Linked DNA regions of Sus scrofa: region 2 is linked to region 1. Evidence: chromatin contacts called from public Hi-C data. All regions are on one chromosome and are shown on one strand. The core of a region is the stretch at or near the end of the contact, and the rest is flanking DNA. Distances in the headings are between cores, read along the strand shown.

The links. A called contact is a pair of places that touch in the nucleus more often than the background predicts.
Region 2: a Hi-C map of liver shows a contact between it and region 1, with 3 times the contacts expected there. The contact joins the enhancer-like site here to the promoter of SMOC1 in region 1. A contact is called at or near these places in 1 of 5 promoter capture datasets (liver), 6 of 47 Hi-C or Micro-C datasets (epiblast stem cells, heart right ventricle, liver and 1 more) and 1 of 2 datasets of contacts at active chromatin or transcription factors (skeletal muscle).

What each region holds. Positions count from the first base shown.
Region 1 is chr7:93,474,836-93,481,661 of Sscrofa11.1, reverse strand. It overlaps SMOC1 (SPARC-related modular calcium-binding protein 1), which reads right to left and starts at 1,598. Exons shown (of 12, transcript XM_021099410.1): 1 at 1,230-1,598. The coding sequence starts at 1,328.
Region 2 is chr7:93,531,826-93,538,768 of Sscrofa11.1, reverse strand. The region is part of intron 1 of SMOC1 (SPARC-related modular calcium-binding protein 1); the gene reads right to left. Among named protein-coding and RNA genes, the nearest start is that of SMOC1, 55 kb to the right of the region's middle. Within about 2 kb of position 5,543, at least 3 of the 83 cell types and tissues checked have an H3K27ac peak or open chromatin away from gene starts, as enhancers often do. A contact at or near this core is called in liver, where this site is marked.

The sequences.
Region 1 (6,826 bases), core at 349-2,848:
TGGCTGCAAATCTGATCTCACAGTGATAGCTGGGCTCAGATGTAATCAGCCAGCATCTGGGCAGTCATTAAGGCTCGTCAAGCTTTGCAAGGCTCCCCCACACACACACACACAACAGCTATAAAGATGATTCTCCTGTAGCAAGAGCTATGAATAAAGAACCTGCAATGTGAACAGGTGGCAACGGGCTAGGCCCAATATTATCCAGGAAAGCATGCGTTGTTTAAGAGGCCAACCTTGTTTTCACAAGGATCCCAGCTACTTTCACAAGGGTTCTCCCTCTGCTGGGTGGAGGCGTGCAGCTACCTCAAGAAACAACTAGCCCGACATAACCTAATTCTTGGCCAGCAATTGTCTGGATAAATTTGGTCAAATGAACCCCTAGATGCTTTAAGAGTTTTTTAAAGCAGTGGAATTGTTCATTAGACTCACTGGGTGGGTGTAGGGGAGCAGTAATCTAGCCCAGAAATGAACACAATGCTGTCGCTTCCAGGAGGTTTTACAATGCCCTGGACAGCCTGTCCTGTGCACAGAATTGGCTTGTTTCACATCGTTCAGGAACTCCAATCAGACCAAGGTTCAACACGTAGTTCAACCCCCCCCCCCCCAGCGCGGGGGAAGAGACCCTTGAACACTGCCAGCTCCTCTCCACCAGCTCTTCACAGCCCTCACCTCTATCTATCCCTCCTCCGAGGCTGTACCCAGCGGGAGGGAGCATTAAAATTATCTGCTGTGGGTTTTACGAGCAGCGATCGCTTTTTAAAACAACAACAACACAAGGTCCTTGTGTGGCTCTCGGGTAACCTAAAACCCTGCAGGCAGAGCTACCCCGCTGCTTGCCAAGAACGCCAGCGCTCCAGGACCGCGCGTAGGGTGAGACCACAGGGCAGCCCTGCTAGAGCGGAGAGCCTCGGATGCAGGAGTCTTGGGGCAAAGTGCTCGGGGAGACGAGATTGGGCAAGAGAACCCACAAGTGACAGTGGGGAAGCGGGGGAGGGGAGGGAGGAGGCAGGGTCCGTGCTGCAGGAAAGAATGGGGTGGGGGTGGGGGGACAATGGGAGAAAATGTTATTTCAACAACTTCGCCAAGAAGCCCGCAGGGGACTGGGTAGTGGGTGAGGGGGGACAAGGTCTGACACCCCCCCTTCCCCCTCCCCCGCCCCCGAGGCATGAGGACCAGGGACCTCGGTCTCCCTCCGCAGGTGGGCGTGCGGCTGGGGGCGCACTTACCCTGGGGCCCGTGGTGCGGTGGCCGCGAGCCGGGGACAGCTGCACCAACACGAGCAGCAAGTGGGGCGTGAGCAGGCGGGCGCAGCGCGCGGGCAGCATGGTGCCAGGGGGGCCGTGCACAGGGCTTCGGGCAGGGGTGGCGGGCTCCGCGGGGCGCACGGCCGCGCCTGCCTTTCTGCCTTCCTTCCCTCGTGTGCCCTGGCGACGGCGGGCGGCGGGCCGCGGCGGTACAGCCCGAGCTCGCTGAGGCTGTGGTCGGAGCGCGCGCTCATGAACCGCCGGGTAGGCGAGCTGAGCGCGAGCGTGAGCTCTACGCGCGGCGCTCTCCGCTGGCCCAGCCGGGGCGGCAGCAGGTTGGATGCCAGAGCCCGGGCCATGGGAATTCCCGTTATAAACCCCCGGGAGAGGCGGGGCGGAGCCGGGAGGCCTTGATTGACAGGCGGGGAGGCCCGTGGCAGCCGCCCTTCTGGCAGGTGAAAGCCAATGGGAAAGAGGAAAGGGGGGAGGCTCGCGGTCGTCCCAGCTGAGGAGCGACACTCGGCTGCTCCGCGGGAGTGGGCTTCGGGAGAGACTGGGCTAGAGGAGCTTTCTCTTGGCCATTCGGTATGATGAAGCCCCCAAGAACTCCAGCAGGCTGAACATACCAGAATGCCCACTCGGCTAGTGATAACACCTTAAGCATGTATAGTTTTCAGTACGGGCTAGGTATCTGCTTGCTGGGGAGAGCCCCCCACCCTTGAGTCTTGGATGATGCTGACCCTGCGACCTGGTGGGGGATCCAGGATTAGAACCCAGACGTCCTGGCTCCCTGCCTCTAACTGGAGGGCCGACTGGCAGCCTCTCTGTGGCCTAGGAGTTCTGGCGAGAGGTCAAAGGGGACCTCATCTCCCGGTGGGGGGAGCAGGAGGAAAAAGCATCGGCGGGAAGGGTAGTCTGTGCTGCGAATGGTTCAGAGGAGGGAAGGAGACTCTCCCAAGTGCCCAACCCACTTGGAGAGGACAGGCCAGCCAAGCATCTAGTAGGATGTTGGCAGGTTCTGCCCAGGGCAGTCCCCAGGAGGCCATCCCAGGAATGGTCACAGACACATCACAGCAGCTCCTCCACGGAGTGAGGTAGTCCCCAGCATTCAACCCTAGAGAACCATGGTTTATCTTATGGGCAAGACAACCCTTAGTGTTTATTTTCATTGGTATGAACCACTCATTTCAGAAAGAGGGATACTTTTCTCCAACCAGGCTGGAAGCTGCACCAGGGCTTAACTCCTCCTCCCTGAGAGCCTGAGAGGTCCTAACAAAGGTTAGCTCTGCTCCCTTCCAGCTTCTCTCCTGGGTTGTGTAAACACACTTCCCAGCCATCTCCTGCATTCAGTTTTGCCCACTCCCTTTGCCCACTATCCAGCCTCCCCCAGCAGCCAGTCATCCTTCTAAAGAGCAAACCTGAATCACCAGTCTCTGCTTAAAACACTTAACTCTCCCCAACGCCCTCAGATCAAAAGGCCCTGACTGGATGCTGCAACAGTAAGAAAGTACTGGTGGTTCTCCAAACAAAAACGAAGACCCGCTCTAGGAGAACTGCCCATTCCCCTAGAATGGGGCGGGGAGGGGGGGGATGGTGCCATCATTGGACATGCTCTCTGGAGCTAGTCAGGATGGGTTCAAATCCTGGGTCTGCCATCTAGTGGTATAAGCGTGCATGATCACTTTACTTACTTCAGGTCCAGTTTTCCTTTCTGTAAAATGGGGATAAATAATATCCACCTTATGAGCTGTTGTCAGGATTGAAGGGGATGCTGTATATAAACCGCTTAGAATGGTTAAGTGATAAATAGTACCATCTGACATATGCAAAGGGTGGGACAAATGCCTTCATCTGATTTTATCCTCAGAATGATCCTGTGATGTAGACAGAGATCCAACTTTACAAAGCATTCCATGCGATTGGGATTTGCCTGGCCTTGTTTGGCTGGTAAATGACAGCAGAGGTTCAAACCCAGGTTTTCAGAGTCTAATTGTGCCTCTATCACCTGATAACGTCCCTGTTCAATCGCAAGTGCCGCAGGTTGGACAGTTTCTCTGCGCTCGCGGGGGATTTTTTTCGGTGGCCTGCCAGGGAGCTGAGATTCTGAGCTTCAGGGAAAAGCATGGAAACAGCAAGGGTCAGTCCTTCCTGGAAACAGCCCTTGTGATCTGGCATCCTGGGAATTTTCCCAGCTGGACTTGTGACACATGCCGAGTACGCTCATGCCTCACGCAGCACTTAGATCAATGTCCACGTGCCCACCTTAGTGCTCCCCGACCAGGGGCTGGGCAGGATGAAAATGTTACCATCGGGCTCAGCAGACAGACAGGCTTGTCCTGACTACCACCTGGCCACACGCACCCTGTCAAGCTGGTTGACTTCTTTCTGTTGCTGGAGTTCTTGAGAAATCTACTGGAGTAAGTAAGTACGCTGGAGATGGCCCCCCAGTATCTGGCAGCAGAAAGCCTTCAGGGGAAAGGCACTGCAATAGTCCTTTCCATCCATAACACCACAGGCTGCTCTCCAGCCAGAAAGCGTATTTCCAAGTGGTTGCTGGTCCAAAAGTCTACATTATTCTGGATTTCAACCATGCAGCTTAGTTTAAAATATGAGCACCCGCTTTCCAGTTACTTTGCTCAGCAAGTATTTTCTTTCCCTCAGGTTGGCATGCGAGGCCTGTCGTAACCATGGCCATCATTCAGATGATGCATTTTCTTCTCCCGACTCCTCCCAAGCCCAGGGAAGGTTAGAAATTCCAGAGAACTGCTAGTCCCAAACAGCGTCTCTCTGCCAGGCCCCATGGCCTGATCCAAGCAAAAAAGTGAAATTGACAAGTTCCTTCTTTCCCTGGAGGCCAGGCTTATGGTCCAAAAATAAATCTAGCTCTCCTGGCATCTGGTCTGTCCAGTTGCAGCCATGGTCCTTGTCCTGTGGGACTTCGGTTTGCAAGGGGATATTTCAGTGAAGAAAACTAATACTCTATATCCCATATTGAGGTCTGAGGGCCTCAAATATTTAGGACTAGCTAGGAACACCCATTTCAAATATATCTGGGTTTCTGTATAGTCCGGAGGAGTCTTGTCTGGCACTCAGCAAGAGCCTTTCCATTGATTTTTAACAAATATTTGGATGTATCTCCTTCTGTGCCCAGCACGATGCTCATTATTATCAGGGACTTTTGATTGCACACCCTGTCCTCTGAGAGGTTATAATCTAATTTAAGACACAGAGCAGACAGACACCTGGAGACCACATTTAAGAACAAAGCCTGCAATGTGTTTTGGGGACTCGGAAAGCAAGGACCTAATGGGCAGGGAAAGTCTCTCTCAGGAAGGTAGGTCTTGATCGGAGCTTTGGAGAGAAATGCTTCTATAATGTAAATATACTTTATATTTGCGTCACTTGCGATACCATTACCAACAGAGAAAGGTGAGTCGTGTTTAAGGGTCAGGACTCTTTTCAAATATACTACTGAGCTCAGAAGCCTGAAACACCAAGGAACCTGGGTTCTGTTTCTAGATTTGTGACAAACCTGCTGTCACACTTAGCACCGGGCTGATGTAGTTCTTATTAGTCCTATTATGCAGGTGATATTAACCCACAGAAGTTAATCTTACCAAATCAGTCCTTATACTTTAAATACACACACACACAAAGCTAAACATGGGAAGTGATGGATGTGTTAATTAACTCGATGGGGGGAATCCTTTCATAATGTATACATGTTTCAAATCATCATATTTGTGTACTTTAAATATTTTACAATTTTGTCAATTATACCTCAATAAAGCTGAAACACATACACACACATATATATATATATGACAAAAGTAATTAGAATGACTTAAACGATTTAGAAGATCATTTATCTCTTTTGTACAGAACTCCCCCCAAAGTCTAGGGTAGCTCCCTCTACCTCAGGCTCTTTCTAGTATCAGTCCGTCATTCTTAGTAAGCAGCTTCTACCTCATAGTCCAAGATGGCTGCTCAAGCTCTATCCATCACATCTATTTTCCAGCCCACAGGGAGGAAAAGGGAAAAAGAAGAACATGCTCCTTTCTTTAAGGATACCTTCCAGAAGTCACATTTCATTATATCTCTTTGGCTAGAATTTAGTGACATGACCACAGCTAGCTACAAAATAAGGCTTTTAAAAAAGGAGTCTTAATTCAAGGTAGCCATGTGTCCAGCTGAAAATCACAGTTAATATTACAAAGAAAGAAGAAAATCCTGGGGGACAACTAGCTGTAGGGGCCATCATCCTTACCATGCCTTGAGCCACCAAATGAAAGAACCATGGACAATGCAGTGCAGTCCAGAATGTTCAGCTGTGGCTTCCCTCTGGCTCTGCATGTCTAGCTCCCTCATGCTCAAAATATTAATGGCCTTAGGGCCAGACACCCAGACTCTTGATGCCACAAAAATTTTATTCTGGTATTTCCCTCTGTTAGGCACCTTCCAGGGGGAGGATCTGAGAACATACTTGGATGAGACTCAAGCCACAGAGTGCCAGGGTGGCAAGAAAGAAGCCCCCTGAAGAGACCAGCGGTCAATTAAGAACATCGGGAATAATGCCCACCTTTGGGAAAGTATTCCTGGCAAACATGTGTATTCTTCTGTTTCTGTTTCTTTCCCTTCCTTATCCACCTCTAGGAAAATCTCTCTTTTCCCTTGGTTGCTTTTCTAGGACCTGGTTTCAAAATTAATAATAGAGTAGTCGTAGTAGTAGCTCTGAAGGCTTAGCAAATGCCAAACACAAGGACTTTTCTACACGCCCTTGCATTTACTCTGTAAGGTAGGTACCATCACTTCCCTCCTTTTACTAATGAAGAAATGGAGACGCTGGGAGGTTTCATAACTTAGCCAGAAACAAATAGCAGAATCAGAACTTGAGCCCAGTCTACCTTATTCCACCAAAAGCTGAACACTCTCCTACGGGATCACAGACCCTCAGGCCCAGCATATGAGGTCAGCATGATCAGCCTCATTGTGCAGATGAAGAACTGAGGCTTAACCATGAAGGTTACCTTAGGAAGGGTGGTCTTTAAATTTGGCATCCACATCTAAAGTCTTGGCATCCTCTTAAACCCATCAGTCCTGAGAGTCAGAAGCACATGCTGTTTTTGCATATGCTATTTTGTGTATTTCTGAAGATTAACTCCTATTTCACAGTGAAAAACAACTCTGTTATGGGAGTTCCCTGGTGGCTCAGTGGATTAAAAGCTCCTGTGTTATCACGGGCCAAAACAAACCAAAGCAAACAAACAAATTGTTTATTATGTTTTAATTCTATCTGTAAAGAGAGAATTAAAATATAATAAACCCGAAATTATATTCCATATTTTTCTCATTTTGAAGGTAGCATACCTGAAGTAGATAAGAAACTTCGACTGAAACCATCCACTCATCAAATGTCATGAACCTGGAACATTCCCCTTGAAGATTTTTTTTTTTTTTTTTTTTTTTTTTTTGGTCTTTTTAGGGCTGCATCTAAGGCATATGGAGATTCCCAGGTCGAATCAGAGCTGCAGCTGCCAGCCTATGCCACAGCCACAGCAATGCAGGATCTGAGCCAAGAC
Region 2 (6,943 bases), core at 4,294-6,793, 53 kb before region 1:
TGTCACAACTGTAGTTAAATGACCAACTGTTTGAGGATATGTTTCTTGCCCCTCCTCCCCCCTAAGCTGTAAGCTCCCTGCAGGCAGGAACCATGAATCTGCCAGGTGTCACCCTGCTGGATCTCTAGTGCCCAGCAGGGACCTTGCCCAGAATGGTGGTCCCATAAACATCTATGGATTGAGTGAATGAAGAGGAACCTGAGGCTTGGCCAGGTTAAGCTGGTAGGTGGTAAATAAAGCAGGCCTGTAGGTCCGACTCAACGGCCCAGATTCTTTCTACTATACCACACTACCTCCTTCAAGGCAGGATGCTGAGCACTGAGCCCCGGCCACAGGGATGGGGGTCACTGGCGGTGGTCCCCCTGGGGGACAGGAGAGGAGCAAAGCTCTGCAAGCAAAGCAAGGTCTCCCAAGGGAGGGATGTTTCTCCCCTGGTGTGTTTCTAAGTCCAAGTCCAGGTCACGTTTTGAGGGCCCAGGCACTAAAAAACATTTCTGGGAGGTAAATCTGTTATTGAAGTGGGGGTGGGGGGGCCCCTCCTGGAGCCAGCGCCTGGAACGAGAAGTAGAGACCCGCATTCCAGACGTCTAGCTGCAGCTCGGCCTCTCGCGCTCCCACCAGGCACTGGCCGCCTCCTGTCGCTGGCTCCACCAGCTGCAAAACCCGGACTCTGGCCTTTTCCTCCCGGGGCCCACGTCTTTGGGAACTGAGAGCCGTTTCACATGAAAACATCACTCGCCCACCCGCTATCTCATCCATCATCTGCCCTGAAAATGCACATCCCCATTTCTGCCAGCTCGCCCTCACCCTTCCCTGACCCCACCACCGCCGCATTCACACAGGTGCAAAGGAGGGCCTGGCTCGGGCGGCCTCGGAGGGAGCTCGGGGCTCCGGGAGATGGAGGAGGGGAGATAACGGAGGTCAAAGGGAAGGGGAGGCCTGCGCCTGCTCTTCTTCTCCACACCTCCACGGCGGGGCCTGACAGCAGCACGCCCGCCCCGTGAAAGGGCTTTTCACACTGCTGAGGGAAAGCAGACGTCCCCCTCCAGCTGTTTGGCAGCTGGAAACACTTCTGTTGTCTTAGCCAGGAGAGGCCTGACCCTCGTCACCCCAGCCCCGCCCCCTCCCCAAGGGAGGAATTTTGTGGTCACCCCACCCTGTTCAGCCAGCTGCCCTCCTACACTGCGCCCCCACCCCCACCCCCGACACCCCAGCTACGGGGATGACGGGGCAGGACCCAGGGAAGAAGGCTGTCTTACACCAGGTGCCGCTGTGGGGGAGGGGGAGGGGACGGTCAGTGTCTTGGACAAAGCAGCTGGGACCCTGGGTGGAAAGAGGCCCTCACAAGGCTGCAAAGGTAAAGTTTCTAACTAGTACCAACCCTGTCCACACCCCCAAACTATGCCCCATGCCAGTCTATTAGAAAGGCAGGTGCAGGTCAACACTTGATCAGTGGGGGTTAGGGCCCTGGTCATCGGAGTTCCAAAATATGATGCATTATCCTCAGTGAAAGGAGCCAGACTCAAAAAGCTACACACTGTATGATTCCATGTAGGTGACATTCTGGAAAAGGCAAAACTCTGTGGAGAGAAATCAGATCTGTGATCACTGTGGAATGGAAGCGGGCAGGGGAAGCATGAGAGGATGGGGGAGCCAGAAATATTCTCTATCTTGATCATGGCAGTGGTGATACAACTATTATCAACTTATTAAAAATCATCAAAGTGTACACTTAAAAAGGGTGACATGAACTGTGTATAAACCATATCTCCATAAACAGAGGAAAGCCCCAAATTAAAGAAAAACATCAGACTTCCCATAGGCACACATAGAAGTTTCTGGAGATTTCTCTGCCCATCTCTTTCAATTACCAGGCACCACGCTAGGTGGATTGGGGGTTATGAAAATAGACAAGAACAAAGATCCTGTCCCCCAAAGTTGATCCAGTTGCAAAGACAGACGTGTACAGCTAATTCCATTGGGACTGCATTTTCAAAACCAGCAACCAGGAAGTGAAGCCTAAGTCACAAGAAAAGAAAAGGACAGAATATTTAAAAACGAGATGCCAGGGAGTCCAAGATGTGAAGTGGTTAACTCTCTAAGAAAGAAAGAGGAGAGGGAAAGAAGGAGAAAGAAGCACCCACTCAGCAAAAAAATAACAGAGCCCCTATGCTGTGTGTCGGGTTGAGGATAAGATCACGGAGGGTCTTAGAAACTCTCATTTGTTTTTTTTTGTTTTGTTTTGTTTTGTTTCTTTAAAGAATTGGAAGCCTGGGAGTTCCCTGGTGGTTCAGTGGGTTAAGGATCTGGCGTTGCTACAAGCTGCAGCATAGGTCACAGATGCAGCTTGGATCTGGTGTTGCTGTGGCTGTGACGTAGGCTGGCAGCTGCAGCTCTGATTCTACCCCTAGCCTGGGAACTTCCATATGCTGCAGGTGCAGCCCTAAAAAGAAGAAGAAGAAGAAGAAAGAATTTCTGGCAAAGGATACGAAGGACAATGGAGAGACTGATTAGGGAGTTACTATAGCTGAACATGCAGCAGGAGGAACTTTGAGAAGAGAAGGCATACCTGAGCCAAGGAAAGAGCTGGGTGAGGCAACTGGCTGAGATAAAAGCTCCCAAATAGCCATCTATGGGGAGTGGAACCTCTGCCCTGTGGAGATGGTCTTCCCTGGGGAGATGGTCCCCACAGGACTCCTGCAAGGCTAAGAAAGGAAAGGGGGGGTGCCGCAAGCAGGCTCGTTGGCAAGGAGGAAGGAGACATGGAGAACAGGGAGCCATGACAATATTTCTTTGAATAAGTGGAGTCCTTTAGTTCAAAAACCGTTTACGTTTTAGCCCTCCTCAATCACCCACAGGGCGTCAAGCCTTCTGATCAGAGGCACAAAGCATTTATTTTTGTTTTCCTGCTCGCACCTCCCTAGTCACTAAATTCTAACCGATGGCACTCACGAAGCGAGGACACGAAGTCACTCGCCCATCCCCCCGCCCCCAATCCTTCAAACGCTGACACCAGCGTAAATAAAAACACCTCTCACTCCAAATCAAATAAACAGAGCGCTCTCCAGGACCCAGATTTTTTTCAGTTTCTCTCAGCCCCTTAACACTGGGAAAAAATAAAGGTTAAGTTGACGGCATTGACAAGGAACGATAAAGCGGTCCAGTACTCGGGACGCATCCAGGAGACGGCGGATTACAGGTGAGAACAGGGAGCGCAAAGGTGTTCCGGACAAGTTTTGTCCCAAGTGCCCAGCCCTCCATCCCAGTGACACACACATCTGGCAGTCTGGCAGTCAGGGTTGGCGCAATTAGCACTATCTCTTTACCTGGCAAGAGCAACTGATTCCACCAAGGCTAGAGGCTCCTTCCAAGGTTACCCTTGAACGCTCCCACTGGCTCTGCCCAGGGACACGCTCCACGTTTTCACTACTCAGCAGGGAACGACCTCACACAGCCCTCCGCATCCTGGCAAGTGGCAGTGGAACCCAGACAGTGTGCCTGCACATCCTGGTTGGGCCGCACCATGATCTGTCCCATTGCCACTGGCAGCGCTTTGTGCCTAGTGATGTGTGACATCTGTTCTATAATCAAGGGAGGGAGGGAGACTGGCTGGGATTGGGGCTAAGGACGATGGTGGGAGACCACTGGAGTTGGTCCTGATCCAGCTGGCTGCTGGGTGACCGAGCCCCTCTGGCTGGAAGGACGAGGTCCCAGAACAGAATTGTTTTCTCGGGAGGTTTGGTGAGATGCGGGGGAAAGAAGAAGGTGCAGAATCCAGGAAGGTGTCTGAGGGCTTCGAGCTCACTTTGAGAGAGTCTAGGCACACTGAGAGCTATGTCAGGGCCTAGGGGACAGAGAGACATAGAAGTCAGGCAGGTCCTTTCTGTACCTCTGCCTGAAACTGAGCCCCATTCTGGCAACTGAATCAACGGCATTGGCAGCAGCTGGAGATCGTTCCATTGGCACAAACTCGGGTGTTCTCATGACAGGCACTGCCAGCAGTGAGGTTCCTTTGGACAAAGGGGAAAATTACGACTAGTCTGTGGAAATATTAAAAGCACCCCAAAGCAGAGACTAAGAGGAACTGCTATTCGAGCAGGTGAGGGTCTTGTAGTCACTGCAATTTGCGAGTGATGGGCAATGTGGTACCATTTGGTCAACAGATGGAGAGGCCTGGACATACCAGTTCCAAGTACAGATGCTAACGGGAGTGCAGGTCCATTTAGCAGGCTGCGGGAGCGAAAGCAAGCAGCTTGAATTTAGGGAGAATTCGCAAAGGCCATTTGAGCATCCAGAAACCCATCTTCCCAACCAGCAACACTGGGTATGGTGGTGCAGCTCCCAGGCTGGTCCACAAGATGCCTCGGTAACTCATTTTGTGGCTAACACAAAGCTACTAACACTCGGCGCAGAACAAACAGGGGGATAGAGTTCAAGGAAGGGAGGAGCTGGATAGGGCCCCCAGTGAAAGGGCTGGTCAATGGAACCAGTTCCTGAGCTTAGGCATGAGTGTGTCCGCTGTGTGAACACACACACTCATACACTCACTAAGAGCCCTTAGCCACAAGTAATCTTTTGTGGCGTACCATCACCATCTCTGGCTCAAGAGTGTAGGGTCAAAAACACTGGGGGAGAAAGCTCTTAGCTAGTTACTTACAAGAACAATAGCTTTGGAAATCTTTGCTTTCCTTCTTCCTGGATTTTCTCTGTGCCATCAGCTGTAATCCTTCAACACCACAAAATATTCCCCGAAGGAGGGGAGTGGACACCCTGTTTAGTGCACCCCACAGCACCCAGGGAGGTCACATTCCAACACTCCTAGTCCCCTCCGACAACGGCTAGTTGTACCAGGGGAGCCCCCCATCAGTATGCTCCCTGCCCCTACTTCTTACAGCCACCCCCCAGCATCCTGCATGGTGCAGGGGTCCCAAAGCCCCCTTCAGAACTGAATCCCTTAACCTGAAAGACAGACTCCCATCTTGGCCGAGTCTCCTTCCTCATCTCGCGAGAAGATCACCCTTTGCCCTCTCCAGTCCCCGCCGCTCGGGATTCTTGGTGCTGCTGCTGTTAGATTTCTGCCCTTGGAAGATATTTGCCTACTCACGTATTTCACACTGAGTCCTCCAGCCTTTTCCACTTACTGCTCTCCTTATCATCACAACAGGGCCCCAAACAGCCTCACCAGAGCCCACCCAAGATAAAAGACTTCCACTAAGTCTACACATAGTGGGAAAGAGAGGCAGGACCATTACACCCTCCCTACCCCTGGGAATGATCCCCTGGCTCTACGATAACTAAATGGAGAAACCAGTATACTTTCAATGTCATGGGATTATCACGGAGGAAGATGTCATTTTAATGCTCATTTCGCTTGGGCCAGATCCTGTGGCATATACACACAGGCTCATCTTGGGCTCCGCTTACACAGTGGAGCAATTTATATTGACAAGGGAGATAACAGAGGAAGAAACCCTTTATCCACAGCACTTGAGGAAATCCACTCCCTTACAGCCCTAAGCCCTGGGGATGAGGGCTGAGCAAGTACAGACTAAAACAAACAGAAGAGGAAATCCCAGTCTTGCTATGTCATCAAATTATGTCGGGGCTGTGTGTGCTTAAACTGTGTGTTTCCTTTTATTGCTATTTCCACTGTCACCCTGAGAGCCTGCTGCAGTGTGCTGGGCTCCAGATCACCAAACACACACCCACACACATGCACACGCACATGCACACACAACGCCTTTAAAGTCCCTTACAGACAAAAAGAAGAAAGAGCTGAGTCCACATGGGACTGTCAGGTGCCATGTAAAACCTGGTTGCCGGCACACCATCTCGGCCTGAAAATCCCCACTGCGCTGCTCAGACAAGGATTAATTACTGCTGTCCAGAGCCCAGGCAGACATCTGACTTCACACAAGTGCGAGGCTGTTCTGGGCAGGAGAGAAATCCTGTTGACCCAAACCGGGCCAAGGAAAAGTAAATAAAACCATGTCAAACTTTACAGGCAGGCATGGAAGATGAGAGGAAACCCAAAGCAAGCCCACTCCTCGGGGAAGAGAAAGAAGGGTTCTTCCATTTTCCAATCCTTCTAGGTCCTAGGCACAGAGGAAGTCTTTCTTTTTGTTTAAATTTTTTAAAAAATTTTATTATAGTTGATTTACACTGTTTTGACAATTTCTGTGGTACAGCAAAGTGACCCAGTCATAGATCTATACACACTCTCTTTCTCATATTATTTGTAATCACATTCCATCACAAGTGATGGAGTTCCCATTGTGGTGCAGTGGAAGCGAATCCGACTAGTATCCATACGGATGCGGGTTTGATCCCTGGCCTCGCTCAGTGGGTCGGGGATCTGGTGTTGCTGTGAGCTGCAGTGTAGGTAGCAGACACGGCTCGGATCCAGCATTTCCGTGGCTCTGGTGTAGGCCAGCAGCTGTAGCTCCGACTTGACACGTAGCCTGGGAACTTCCATATGCTGCAGGTGTGGCCCAAAAAAAAAAAACAAAAAACAAAAAACAAAAAACAAAACCCTATGTAATTGGACCTAGTTCCCTGTGCTATACAGCCAGACCTCATTGCCTGCCCACTCTTAATGTAACAGTTGGCACCTATTAAGGTAGTGTTTCTTTTAAGGATAAAAACTTGTCTTTGACTTTTGAGGAACTTTTTCTTTTAGTCTGGACATTTATAACCTATAAGTTCAGATCTCCCTCAAACCCTGGAATAGGTGACCTGTCTGAGAGGACATCGACCTTTGCCCTTAGCGGATCTCATCTGGCAGCAATTCTGTGGAAACGAGGCAGCAAGGGACAGGCTGGATCCACCCAGCAGAGCCTGCGAGGCACACCGGCCAGCTCACACAGTCCAAGGAATGGGACCCCTTCGGGCTTTCTGAAGTGGGGTATGGTGCCCACAAAGACTCGGTACCAAAGACTTTAAT